Regions from separate parts of the Mus musculus genome. Here region 1 is linked to region 2. The links are chromatin contacts, called in public promoter capture Hi-C maps. All regions are on one chromosome and are shown on one strand. Each heading gives the region's core, a stretch centred on a gene start, on an enhancer-like site or on the middle of the called end of the contact. The rest is flanking DNA. Distances are from core to core; before and after follow the strand shown.

Evidence for each region. Capture Hi-C pulls out chosen DNA fragments and counts their contacts.
Region 1: a promoter capture Hi-C map of adipose tissue shows a contact between it and region 2. The contact joins two enhancer-like sites. A contact is called at or near these places in 4 of 39 promoter capture datasets (embryonic stem cells, hematopoietic stem and progenitor cells, maxillary cranial neural crest and 1 more), 5 of 484 Hi-C or Micro-C datasets (the C3H10T1/2 cell line, MC3T3-E1-derived osteoblasts, Th2 cells and 2 more), 9 of 115 datasets of contacts at active chromatin or transcription factors (bone marrow-derived macrophages, craniofacial prominence, embryonic forebrain and 6 more) and 1 of 9 other capture datasets (adipose tissue).

Annotation. Positions count from the first base shown.
Region 1 is chr4:95,741,705-95,744,404 of GRCm38.p6, forward strand. The region is part of intron 7 of Fggy (FGGY carbohydrate kinase domain containing); the gene reads left to right. Among named protein-coding and RNA genes, the nearest start is that of Fggy, 190 kb to the left of the region's middle. Within about 2 kb of position 1,402, at least 30 of the 459 cell types and tissues checked have an H3K27ac peak or open chromatin away from gene starts, as enhancers often do. A contact at or near this core is called in adipose tissue, where this site is marked.
Region 2 is chr4:95,037,115-95,039,814 of GRCm38.p6, forward strand. No RefSeq gene overlaps it. Among named protein-coding and RNA genes, the nearest start is that of Jun, 14 kb to the right of the region's middle. Within about 2 kb of position 1,432, at least 22 of the 459 cell types and tissues checked have an H3K27ac peak or open chromatin away from gene starts, as enhancers often do. A contact at or near this core is called in adipose tissue, where this site is marked.

The sequences.
Region 1 (2,700 bases), core at 152-2,651, 700 kb after region 2:
CATTAATCAGTACATATGGAAAGTGAGTTTGTGAAGTTCAAAGATAAGAGTAAAGTCCTAGGTTCTTAAAGGACAGAACTCGGGTCTGTGCTGACTGGAGAGGTTGACTGAAGGGATTCTCATTACTGACAATTCTGGACAACTTTTATCCTTATACCTTCTTTTCCCGTCTCTTGTCCCATCATCACCTTGCAGCCAGCTCAGGATTAGAGTATCTGGGAAGGTAGAGAGGCCCAGATGCAAAACTTGCACTCATTATCCACCTGTCATGTTGGGTTGCAGAGGAAAGCAAAAGCCTGAGAGACCTGAGAAGACCATTTGACCATAGATACAATAAAGATAACAATCCAACATGTGCAGACCTGTCTGTTCTGGGTGTGGACCTGGAGATGATCAGCAGTGAGCAAACACACAAGTGTGAGAGATTTGTCTTGTTCCTTCCTGCTTTGTGTTTATGTAGCTTCATAGTATTGATTTGAGATAGCAGGTTTCTGACCAGAGTAAATTCTTGTTCTACCTACAAATGGGCTACCTCTTAAACTTTTATTCTTTGATGGAAAAGATTATCAATGGCTCATCTCTTTTTTCTGTGAAAACTGATGATATATACATTACACATACACACACGCACACATGCACACATACATACATACGCCCCTTAAAGGAAGTTGTTGGTATACTGGTCTGCCACATACTAGGCACCCAATAATGAAGCCTTTCTTTTTGGTTTTCTCACCCCAGAATCTAAATACCTATTAGAAAGGGAAGACCTTAGTGGATGAATGCCTTTCATTTGTGGATGAAAGACATTCACCCACAATTTTTTTTACGTAATTTGTTTATGAAGTTCCCTCCCAGGTGTGAAATATCTCTCAACAGAACTTCCACTTCCTGTCCGGGAGATAGTCAGGCAGAAAAGAAGAATCTAAAGATGCAACTCGCTCTGTCTCCCCAGGTGCCCTGGTTTTGTCTTTCTCGTGTCCTCTAAGAGAATGTGGAATTCAGTACTCTCAGTTGTATAGGTTTCCAGAAACAGCCATAAGTACTGGTTGGATGAATTTAGTGCTGAGACCCCCAAATGTCAATATAAGAGCCTAACTTTGTAATGGGATGCCATGCAGGCCTCTCACAAAGCTGCCTTGACAACCATGGGCTGTCATATGCTTGCCTGACCTGACCAGCTATGGACCCCATATTCTGACCAGGAGGAGGGGTCAACTCTCAGCAGAAATATCCCATAGACTCTCATTCCCAAAGACAGCCTGGGAGGGGAAGATAAAGATCAAAGAGCAACACAGCTCAATTCATGTGTTTTCCAGCTCTGGAAAGAGAGGAGGAAGGACTTTGTGGGAATGAAAAAAAAATCAAAGATAAAAGAACATTTTGTTCTGAAAGGACTGGTTAGAGAGTTCTCCGGCAGACAGGCAGCAGATAGGAGGGGTTTTGTTTGCACTTTGTGGGGGTGGTTCGGCCAGGACTCCTGCTGCTGGTATTTTTCTAGCTTGTAAAAATAGCATTAACTTTGTTCCAGGTCTGTTCTTGGCTCCAGCGCCCCAACTGTCCTGAAAGAAAATAACAACTTCATTTCTCTCTCAGGCCCCACTCCTTTCAGTGGGTCCTGCCTATCACACAGACTTCTGACTCTCCATCGAAGCTTGAAGATGCTGCCATCTTCTTATAGAAACCTTCCCTGGCTCCCTGACTCTCTTTCTTTTGTCTGTGTTCTTGTTGTTATGTTTGCTGGTTTGTATGTCAGTATCATCTTATTTACTCATGTGTAGGTTCTTATAGCACAGTCATTTCATCCTGAGTAGCTGGTGTCACAGTTAGTGACTGGGTGAATGAAAGAATGGCATTCCCTTACCAGTGGACACTCACTTCAGCTGAGGCCGCTGTCCTTTCATACTAGCTGTACTTGGTTCAGTACTTCAGGAAGAAGCATTGGGTCCCAGCAATTCTTCATCTACACCTAAATGTATCAGAATCTCCATAATTTCTGGTTACGCTCATATTAACATGCTCTGGTCAAAATCATACATTTTTGCTAGGTTGAACACAGGTCTTTGATTCTCAACATTGGATTTTCTGTCAGATGTTGCATTCGCTTAAACTGCTCTTCTGAGTTGTGTTGAAACAAAATAAGGATTTTGCATTTTCTTGTTTGTTTGTTTGTTTGTTTGTTTTTCTAATGGCAGAGGAATTTATTTAGCCAGTCTTAGGGAAAGAACTTCTGGTTCTTGCCTTGCTAGGACAAATCACAGTTGTTTTAGTGACAAACCATGCCAGTTACTATCTCACCATTTTCTGTATTCTGGGAGAGAGGGTGGGGAAGCAGCAGGTTTCAATAATGTGATTTGGGGAGTGTTTACTTATAATTATTATACACAGATGTGTATAAGATGAGGTGATTTTATAGCAAGCATTGTTATTAGCAATGGTCTGTTACATTTCTAAACTTTAGACTGGAGAAGCACATTTCTGCCCAGTTACTCCTCAGAGCAACTTTGTAGTTGAACAGAGCAGATGTGCCACCCCTTATTTGGCCATGGGAGCACCTGAGTCTCAGAGTTGAGTTATGAACAGACGTGACTTGTAATCTCACATGAAGTTCAGAAAACAGCTCTGCACATCCTGCTCTCCCCCTGCATTTGTCAAGTGAGGCAACACTGGCTGGTATTCTGAGTTTGTCAGAAACTACGC
Region 2 (2,700 bases), core at 182-2,681:
GCCAAATAGTTTTCAGAAACTCATTATCTTGGTTCCAGAGGTGAGTGGATAACCTGTATTTAAGGCAACGGATAAGCTCCCAACCCCAAATGGATATGAAAACAACAAAACACAATCTAGGGAGCCCATGAGGAAATGTTGAATCTACCACATTTATGTGGACAGAAAGCTGAACTTCTGGGCATTGCCACCTGGAGATGAGGAGGAAGCTGATCATTCCCATAGCAAGTGGAGTACCAAGAGATAAAGGATAAAAAGGCTACACTTTGTAGGTAGTAGTGAGCTCTGTAGATAGCCAGATGTACAGCTACCTCCACCATGGCTTTTCAGTGACATTCCTCTGCTGAGATTGAATTTTCTGTCACGTGAGGTCAAAAAGTCCTAATGGATATGTCTATGCTTTGCCAGAGTTATGCCTGACCTTTCCCATGTGTTACCGTTTTTTAATCCTTACAACAATCTAAGAAAAATAGGTATTATTAACTTCATTTTATAAATAAAGCTGCCGAAACTCAAAGAAGCTAACCATTTTCCCACTCCCAGCCAGTGTTCGGTATTAAACTGCAGCTCCGATCTCTGCACTGTTCTCTAAGCGTAGGTTGTAGGTAGAGTATAATGGCATTGTGTCCCTTTGTCAGAATTCCATGTCTTCAGCCCTTTCTTTCCCTTCTAATTAGCACTGCTAATTCATTATCTTCCTCCCCTCTACTCCTACACTTTGACTTCCAGAATCCAAAGGAGAAACACTAGTCTCTCCATCAAATTAGTCATTCTTCTGCTGGAGGCAGGGGGCTGGCTGTGATGACCACTGCCAGCCTGGACAGCATGCTGTGTAAACCTGGGTGCTGGCAATTCTTTCTTTCCAGGCATTCAGCCATTCTCAGAGGCTTCTCTGACAATATCGGGGTGGTTGGAGGCAGAGAGGGGAACCTAGGCTGATAGGCACCCTGCTTGGGCTTGGTATTTAATTGCTTGGGCGTTCGTATGCATGCAGCCAGTTGTGTTTGAAACCCTGCCTCTTTCTGACTTCACTTCCTAAATGTGCTGACATGCCTGTGAGCCAAACCAAACAGGCTCACAATGCTATGCCCGGAGAATATTCCCCTTTGAGTACAGCTGGCAAAACAAAACTTTTCTCCAGCTTGCAGAGAGGACCTGCCAGCCCTTGTACGACCAAGACACAGGCCCTTGGAGACCTGATTGGATTTTTAATAAGAAACGATTTCAACTCAGCTATCATGGTTTGTGTGTGTGTGTGTGTGTGTGTGTGTGTGTGTGTGTGTGTGTGTGTGTGTGTGTTCCTTTCTTCCTGAGGTAACAAGCCCACACTGAAAAATGGCTAATGGTCACTTGCCTGCTGTAGACAGGTGTTTTCTATAAATGATCCTCCCAACAGCCTTTTGTAGAAGCTATGGTTGGTTTCCTTTTTACAAAAGAAGGAATTGGGGCTTGGCAAGATTAAAGAACTTGCTCCACACTCCCCAGCCACAAGCAGCAGAGGTCAGATCTAATCCAGCAGTGCTTAACTCTAAATCCCGAAACTGCTGGCTCTACTTCAGTTCTCTCCTCTACCTCACCATGCTTCAATTCTTTGTGTATCCAGCAGAATAGTAAGGGGCCATGGGAGGGACAGGGGTTCTAATGTCTTTCTAGCTCTGTGAAGTTCAGCAAGTTTGTTTTTTCTTTGAATATGAATATTTTTATATACAAAATAGAATGACAAAGTATCCGTGTAACAGAGAAGTCATGAAGTCAATGGAGGTAGACATTTATGTGGTAAGAGTACTTTGGGGCCAGGTCACATGTGGACAAAGGCAGCTCTTTGGAGTCAACTTGGGAATCAACTTTAGTTTGTTTGTTTGTTTGTTTGTTTGTTTGTTTGTTTCTTTCTTTCTTTCTTTCTTTCTTTCTTTCTTTCTTTCTTTCTTTCTCAGATCTTGCCTGAGTTTATTTGTAAGAACAGCATAGGACACTGGTCATCTGCAAATAGTGTGTGGGGAGGTGTGTCACAGCAGTCCGTCTGTCTTCACACTGGCAGAAGCCTTTTCTATGGGGCTTTCACAGGGGCCTGGGCACCTTTGGGAGCCTGGGCTGGAGCTGAAGCCTGGGCCTTAGCTGGAGCTTTGGCCCCTGCGTTGGTTTGAACCTTAGGCTTTGGTTGGCAGAGCCTCTGACCCTTGACCATGTAGCTTCGAATCTGCTTCCCAAGCTTAGGGTTAGCGATGAAAGCCAGCCGCTTGAGTTTGGGGCCTTTTGGCATCTTGGGCTTGATGGCCTGAGGCTTCACCAGGGCCTTGATGGCCTCTGCGCGCACACTCACTGCCTTTGCATTGTTGGCCTGCATCTTCGTAAGGCCTTTCTTGTTGTGCTTCTTGGCAAAGCATATGTTCCTCAGGAACTTGGGGTCAACCCCCTTAAGAGATTCATATCTTTGCGACCGGGGTTTCTTGATGCCATTTCTTGCCATTTGCGGGACTGGTTGTGTGTGGTGTGGTTCTTGGACTTGGCCATGTCTGCACGGTAACCCGCGGTTCCCGCAGCGCCTGGGACCGGAAGAGAAAGAGAAAGGCCCGCAGTGCAGCACAGGAAATAGGGCCTACGCCGCCGGAAGGTCCAACCTCAACTCTAGTTTCTACCTATTACTTAATTCATAAAATCGAGCAGCGTGTGAATCTTCATTTTCTCATACATAGAATAAAC